2 separate regions of the Danio rerio genome follow, and region 1 is linked to region 2. A link is a contact called in public Hi-C data. All regions are on one chromosome and are shown on one strand. Each heading gives the region's core, a stretch centred on a gene start, on an enhancer-like site or on the middle of the called end of the contact. The rest is flanking DNA. Distances are from core to core; before and after follow the strand shown.

Region 1 (4,134 bases), core at 1,499-3,998, 33 kb after region 2:
ATTTTGGCTAGAATAAAAGCAGGTTTTCATTTTAATTTTTTTTTATTTTAAGGTCAAAATTATTAGCCCCTTTAAGCTATATTTTTGATAGTCTACACAGAACAAACCATAGTTATACAATAACTTGCCTAATTACTCTAACCTGCCTAGTTAACCTAATTAACCTAGTTAAGCCTTTAAATGTCCCTTTAAGCTGTATAGAAGTGTCTTGAAAAATATCTAGTAAAATAGTATTTACTGTCATCATGGCAATGATAAAATAAATCAGTTATTAGAGATGAGCTATTAAAACTATTATGTTTAGAAATGTGTTGATAAAATCTTCTCTCAGTTAAACGGAAATTAGCAAAAAATAAACAGGGAGGCGAATAACTCAGGGGGGCTAATAATTCTAACTTCAACTGTATATATAGATATATATTGCGATTGTGATTTTCGAAAGTATTACAGCACTTTGTAAACGTTAATTATTACCATTTGTTGAGTCTCCCCATACAGTTTGATTGAGTACTTGAACCTGGAAGCTGCTTCACGTGACGTCACACACTTAACAAGCGGATTTGCAGGCTTGGACGTAGGCATTCAATGCTATCAGGATAATGTTAGCATTTTCAAGATCTCTTATTTCACCTTAATATTATAGTAAAAATTCAGTAGAACATTAAAAAAGATGGTTCTGAAACGCTGATTCTTTTTGATTCATAAAATACATAATTCATTGTTCACAAACTGTCATTCTTGGTGATCTATCCTTTTAATTTAACCCCAAATTAAATAACTACAGTTCAGCTATTTTATTCATTATCAGTATTTTAGCCATCTTAACTTCATAGACATTGATTGCAATATATTTTTTTAAAGTCATGAAGTACAAAAGTCTTAACCTCAGTAACACTATAGTAAGTGTTATATAAGTATATAAGTAGTAAACCTCAGTAACACTATACGGGGTGTTTCTGATGGTTATTTCAACGAGTGCCCTATAAGGTTAATACAATAATCCATTTATAATACAGTGATCCAAGTATGCCCTTAAAAATATAGGAAAGAGCATGGTCCTTGAGGAAACAAGATTGCATTGACTCTATACCTCATACTATTCTGTTTTTGTTATGCTTTTGTTAGTTAAAAATAGAGACTCAAAAATTTTCCCACAAGACAATGGCAGTTTCAAATGTTTGAGTCTACTGCTGCTCTGCAGGTGTTATTATTGTAGGTATTATTATAAGTGTGATAGTATTTTAAAATTTGGGAAATATTGCATAAAAAAAATCATAAGTATAAAACATTTGCCATGTTAACCTAATTAACCTAGTTAAGCCTTTAAATGTCACTTTAAGCTGTATAGAAGTGTCTTGAAAAATATCTAGCCAAATATTATTTAGTCATCATGACTAAGAGTAGGTAGTGCTCGTATATATATATATATATATATATATATATATATATATATATATATATATATATATATATATATATATATATATATATATATATATATATATATATATATATATGTGTGTGTGTATATATAGAGTACATATTTTTATTTCTTATTTATATTTAAAACAGTCAACAACGTACATATAGCACATACATTTTATATCAAGGGTTAAGATGAAAAAACCTCTAAAGGCCATCTAAAATATTCTCCTAAAATGAGCATTTTTCTCAGCCTTCTATATTTATATTCAGTTATTTCACTTTAGAGGCAATGAACAGAACTTATTCGTCACTATAAAAGTAAAATTACACACAGGAGTTGGGGACATATATTTTATATACAGTGCTCAGCATATATAAGTACACCCCTATCACTTAAATTCATATTTTTAATAGGAAAAATAAAACTATTATGTTTAGAAATGTGTTGAAGAAATCTTCAGTCCGTTAAACAGAAATTGGGGAAAAAAATCAGGGGGGCTAATAATTCTGACTTCAACTATATATATATATATATATATATATATATATATATATATATATATATATATATATATATATATATATATATATATATATATATATATATATATATATAATTAATGACTTTTTAATTTATGGCTTCATTAATTTACAGAAACCTTAGACAATTATGACGATGAGGAACTTCAGGTATTATTTGTGAAATTGATGAGCATTAAAGAAAAAACTATAGCGAGTTAGCTACGTTAAAGCAACTTTATTTTTTCATCAGAAAGTACTGAGAGGCTTGTGTCGACATTGGCAAATATTTGATAAAATTTTGACCTCAAAATTTGTTGATGTGTTATTGATCTGCTCAAAAGCATTCCCTCAAATGTCCACAAGGGGACGCTCAGTCTCCAAAACATCCTGCAAACACAATCTCATCCTATATATTTCACACAAAAGCTCAAGAATATGCGCGATCTCTCCGGAAAACACAAGAACGCATCAATTATTTACACTAAGGTCATGTCTGTTGCTATTCCTTTTACCAAAGCAACTAAAAAGCAGCAGGGCATTAGGAATCAGTGTGCAGTTATTAAATAATTAAGGCATTACAGACTGCATCTGTATACTGATGATAGCGATAGACGGCTCTTTTCAGTAAAGCGTTCATTTCAAATCCATCGCGCTTTCCTGTAGATTTAATAAAGTGATTACACGTATGTAGCCTAAATATAATGTTTAAATAATGCATATGTAGCATTTGGGAGAGTCCCGGTCCCCTTAAGCAATGGCAGCGTCACTGGGGATTGAGATCGTGATTGAATTCGGTCTGAAGTCGTAATGAGGACACAAAAGAGACGCATATTTGCCTGCTGTCTCAATGCGGCTCAGTGTTGCTCATCTGCTTGTGTCTCTCTAGAAACACCATTAAGAGTCGAGGGGTTGACTCTAGAGAGAGAGATGAGATAAAGATATGATGAAAAGCCTTTTATTTAATTTAATTTAATTTAATTTAATTTAATTTAATTTAATTTAATTTTATTTAATTTTATTTTATTTTATTTTATTTTATTTTATTTTATTTTGTTTTATTTAATTTAATTTAATTTAATTTAATTTTATTTTATTTTTCATAGTGAGAATAAAGCATGAACATTTTCATCCATTCATTTACCTTTGGCTTAGTCCCTTTATTTATCAGGGGTCGCCACAGCGTAAAGAACTGCCAACTATTCCGGCATATGTTTTACGCAGCGGATGCCCTTCCAGCCACAACCCAGTACTGGTAAACATCCATACACTCTCGCATGCACACACATACACTTGGGCCAATTTAGCTTTTTCAATTCATCTATATCACAAGTCTTTGGACTGTGGGGGAAACCGGATCACCCAGAGGAAACCCACACCAACACCGGGAGAGAACATGCAAACTCCACACCGAAATTTTAATATTAAGTCATGATTGAATTGCCTCTTGTTATAGTTATGAAATAGTTTGACAACAAGCAGGAAATGTTCAAGTGCCAATGACATCAGCACATTGAAATGGTCTATATCTTAAGAACGGTATAGCAGAACATTTTAATGGTTTTTAAACCTTTACTTTTTCAAACCGCGGTAAACCTTGAAATTGATTATCGTCCCATGCCTAATATATATATATATATATATATATATATATATATATATATATATATATATATATATATATATATATATATATATATATATATATATATTTATAAAACAGGTTTATAAAACGGCTGTATTTATTAAAATAACATTATAGTCGCTGTGTAGTGGTGCAGTGGGTAGTGCTGTTGCCTCAAAGCAAGAAGGTTGCTGGTTTAAGTCCCGGCTGGGTCAGGTGGCATTTCGGTGTGAAGTTTGCATGTTCTCCTCATGTTGGCATGAGTTTCCTCTGGGTGTTTTGGTCTCCCCCACTATCCAAACACATAGGTGAATTGGAAAATTCATTCATTCATTTTCTTGTCGGCTTAGTCCCTTTATTGATCCGGGGTCGCCACAGCGGAATGAACTGCCAACTTATCCAGCACGTTTTAACGCAGCGAATGGCCGTCCAGCTACAACCCATCTCTGGGAAACATCCACACACATACACTCATGCACTACGGACACTTTAGCCTACCCAATTCACCTGTACCGCATGTCGTTGGACTGTGGGGTAAACCAGAGCACCCGGAGGAAACCCACGTG
Region 2 (4,183 bases), core at 1,615-4,114:
CGTGCGTGTTTGGGAGGAGGGGGGCGCCAATGGATATGTTGTGTCAAAAGGGAGGCTCACTGTCTTAGACTTTGAAAAACCCTGCCTTAGACTGATTAAAAACAAGAAAAGTGATAGATTCTTAACTTATTATAATTATTTTGAAAATATCATGGACACATATGTCCTTCTTTTCTCTTGCTGTACTTGTGGTATTTATGTATTTGTTTAATTTGTTTCTCTCTGTCTCTCTCTCTGTTTTTTTTTTTTTTTTTTTTTACAGTTTTATAAGTGTTTATAATAAAATTTAACCTAAACTGTTAAGTTATTATCGTTGTTACTATCATTGCCCTTTTTGAGTAAGATGGAAATTTGTATGGTTGTTATTGAAGTACATAAAAAAAAACACTTGCCATGCGGTCAACTGCACACTTCCTGAATGTTTCATAATTTGCAGTTTCTTAAAGAGACCACTAGATGACAGTACCGCAACAAATTCACTAAAGCACTTTTAAAAAGAAACGCATTTTTACTTTTGGCTAAATGTTCACTGTCCTTTTATTGCAGGGTTTTTGCTTTTGAAATTTATATTTTAAAAAACTTAAACTAGAATTTTTATGTAATCTCCAAACTGTTTGCTGTATTAATTGAATATGTTTTAAACATACACACACTTTACTTTTCTGTTTCATTGATTGTATTTATTAAGCAATACAATCATTGTGAGTCAGTTTGCAATAGCAATACTCCACTATTTAGAGTAAGGCCCAAATTTATTCTGCTTATGCCCCCCAAATGTACAGGGCCGGCCCTGCTTCATGGCCACAGATGTTAAGGCAACAGGTCTGCAGTCTGAGTCCCGTGATCTTTGGCTTCTTCAGGGTTGGGATGATGGTGGAGCATTTAGAGCAGGATGGAACTTTGCGCTGTTCCAGTGATCTGTTGAAGATCTGTGAGAAAATGGGAGCCAGCTGGTCTGCGCAGGTTGGGCCTGTTGCTTTCCTTCTCCTCTGTTTCCTGAAGATCTGACGCACGTTTTCCTTACTGATCTGAAGTGCAGTGGGGAGAGGGAGATGGCTGGAGGTGTTGATGGCTGTGTAGGGAGATGGTCAGGGTGGGTGTGGGGTGTCTGGTCAGAGGTATACAGTAGAACATATTCAGCTCGTTTGCAAGATGATTATCGCTGTTGATGCGGGGGGTTAGTGTTTTGTTGCTAGTGTTGGGATGGTGTCTTGTATTTCCCAGAGATGGGTTGTGGCTGGATGGATCCGGTGCGTAAAAATGAGCTGGATAAGTTGGCGGTTCATTCCGCTGTGGCGACCCCAGATTAATAAAGGGTCTAAGCCGACAAGAAAATGAATGAATGAATGAATGAATGGTGTCTTGTCCTTGTTTCCTTGCTCCTACAAACCTGAAACCGATCAACCTCCGCCATCTTGTAGGACATCTGCAGGGGGTCCAGCAAAGGTCCAGTGATGTCCTTCAGATAAGCTAGCAACTTAACACCGTCAGGGCCTGGTGCTTTTCTTCTCCTCTGTTTCCTGAAGATCTCACACACATTATCCTAACTGATCTGAAGTGCAGTGGGGAGAGGGAGATGATGGTGTTGATGGCTGTGTAGGGAGATGGTCCGGGTGGGTGTGGGGTGTCTGGTCAGAGGTGTCAAATCTACAATAGAACATATTCAGCTCGTTTGCAAGATGATTATTGCTGTTGATGCTGGGGGATGGTGTCTTGTTGTTAGTTTTAGGATGGTGTCTTGTAGTCCTTGTTTTCTTGCTCCTACAAACCGGAAACCAATCAACCTCTGCCATCTTGTAGGACAGCTCAATTCTTTAATTGCACTACAAGGAGAGAGGAGACTTCCTGAGGAGACTTTTCTTTTTAAAGAATGTTTATTATATTTTTATTGAACAATGACAACACATTCAAATTCAAAGTTACAAAATAAAAACTATTGGAGATGTGACACTGTACAAAATTATATTAAGTTCTGACAGCATATCTTTTAGTTTTTATATGACTTATTAAACTAAGTTAATCATGTTGTAACTGAATTTTAAGCTATGCAAGCTGTTTTAAGTCAGTTTAACATAATATAAGTTCAATGGACTCAAGGTTAATTTGATTCAGCTTTTTTTTTTACAGTGTATGAATACAAATAATTTCACAGAATTATATTACTGAACCTTACAAACTTGGATAACTTTGTGTTTCTAGGGCAATGTTGACTATTTACTTAATTTATAATGCTATAAACCACTAACTTTTCCTGTATATTTACATTCATAAATTTCATATATAAAATAATATATATATATATATATATATATATATATATATATATATATATATATATATATATATATATATATATATATATATATATATGTGTGTGTGTGTGTGTGTGTGTGTGTGTGTGTGTGTGTGTGTGTGTGTGTGTGTGTGTGTGTGTGTGTGTGTGTGTGTAAAATGTATGGACTTGTTTATGTCTGGACTTTTCAAAAATGCCTTAAGGAACATGTTTTGAGTAACAGTTACAACAATATTAATGACAACAAATAAATAAAGTAGATTACATTTCATAAAAAAGACACTTGAATGCAGTGCCAAAATAAATAAAAAGCAGTCTCTGGCTTTATCTTACATATGTAGTAGTGTTTTATGGAATTTAACACTATTACGATATAAATAATCTCAAGTACTCAAGAATCCTGCAAGCAAACTCAGTGGTGTGAAGTGTTGATTAAGTGACGATAAAGGAAGCGAGGATGTCTGGATATCTATCGTTCTGCTTGATTCCCTCCTTTTTACAGTCAACGGTTCCCTCGCATCCTGGGGGGGTTGGAGCCTGAAGCCTATATAGACACGAGGAAAGGAAACAAGGGTGCACAAATAAGAATTGGGAAGCACCCCTCGAGTGAGAGAGTGTTCGCTATATCGGAACAGGGGAAGCGAAAGTGCCTCAGCACTTTAACAAACACTTCGCTCAACTTTCCTGAATATCCAGCACAGATCTGTCCCGCAGAAATGGCTGCTGGAAAATGTGGCATTCCTCTGAGCACAGTAAGTAACCGCAGTTGACACAACATCTGTCAACAATCAATGTATATTAATGCAACGTGAATCTTTCTTTGGAGGACTGGTGGCAAATATTTTGGATAAGAATGGTTGTTTTGTTAGTTGCAATGAGCTTGGTGCTATGTTTAATTTGATTGTGTTAAAAATAAACACAACTATTAGAAAGTAATTAGATTTATTACCTTACCATTAATTTATATATTAAAAGAGATCCTAGTTTATTCCACAGTTACACCAAAATTATGGATATTAAATTATGTAAGTTAAATTTTGTGGACAAGAACTGTACAAATTCGTTTATTAGAAAGTGTCTTATACATGATCATGTGTTATGGTAATTTATTTATATATAGTGCAATTTTAGTCTACAAGTCTACTAAAATCCAGATTATAAATAACATAAATAACTGAAATGTAGGTGATTTTTAAAATATTTTAAAATGCTATAATTAAAAAAATTATAAAGATGCTCTAAGAAGATTTTGTAATTTTAGTGTTGAATAATATATATGAGTAAATTTCGTGCAAATGCCAACCTTGCCATGAAAAAAAATTAAGTTTTCACCAAAATACAGAAACTGTTTCTGTTTTTTTTTTTTGTGTAAGCAAGTATTTTACAGAATTTCAAAATACTCAAAAATGTATCTGTCAATGTTTTCAAACTATTATATTTGATTTACCAAAGTCAGATAAATGGCAATTTCACATCTGTCACATCCATAACAGAGACGTGTCGGTTGGGAGGTGTCACATCCATAATGACACTTTTTCCTCATAAATGTGAAAATATGAAATGAAATATTTTTTTGTTTTATAGAGAGCCAACTTTTATCCTTTTTTTAATTAGCATTGTTTCTTTTGGGTTGTGCAGTTTAATTCACAGAATTTCTACAAGTATGTTGTATGCCGTAAACTCACAGACTTTTTTTTTTGTCAAATCCATAACGCATGTTTATTTTCCACATTTAAAGTACAAAACATGCTTACAGATTGATATTTTTCTGATCCCATAACTCTCTGGTTAGTTGTTTTGGAAAATATAAACAAAAATTTCAATATTACAGTTGAAGCCAGAATTATTAGCCCCCATGAATTATTAGCCCCTGTTTATTTTTTCCCCAAT

What was found. Hi-C and Micro-C count contacts between places; a contact is called where the count stands out from the background.
Region 1: a contact with region 2 is called in a Hi-C map of embryo, with 1.8 times the contacts expected there. The contact joins the enhancer-like site here to the promoter of morc3b in region 2. A contact is called at or near these places in 2 of 18 Hi-C or Micro-C datasets (caudal fin and embryo).

The regions. Positions count from the first base shown.
Region 1 is chr1:50,516,398-50,520,531 of GRCz12tu, forward strand. No RefSeq gene overlaps it. Among named protein-coding and RNA genes, the nearest start is that of morc3b, 33 kb to the left of the region's middle. Within about 2 kb of position 2,749, at least 11 of the 62 cell types and tissues checked have an H3K27ac peak or open chromatin away from gene starts, as enhancers often do.
Region 2 is chr1:50,482,943-50,487,125 of GRCz12tu, forward strand. It overlaps morc3b (MORC family CW-type zinc finger 3b), which reads left to right and starts at 2,865. Exons shown (of 6, transcript NM_001003579.1): 1 at 2,865-3,045. The coding sequence starts at 3,010.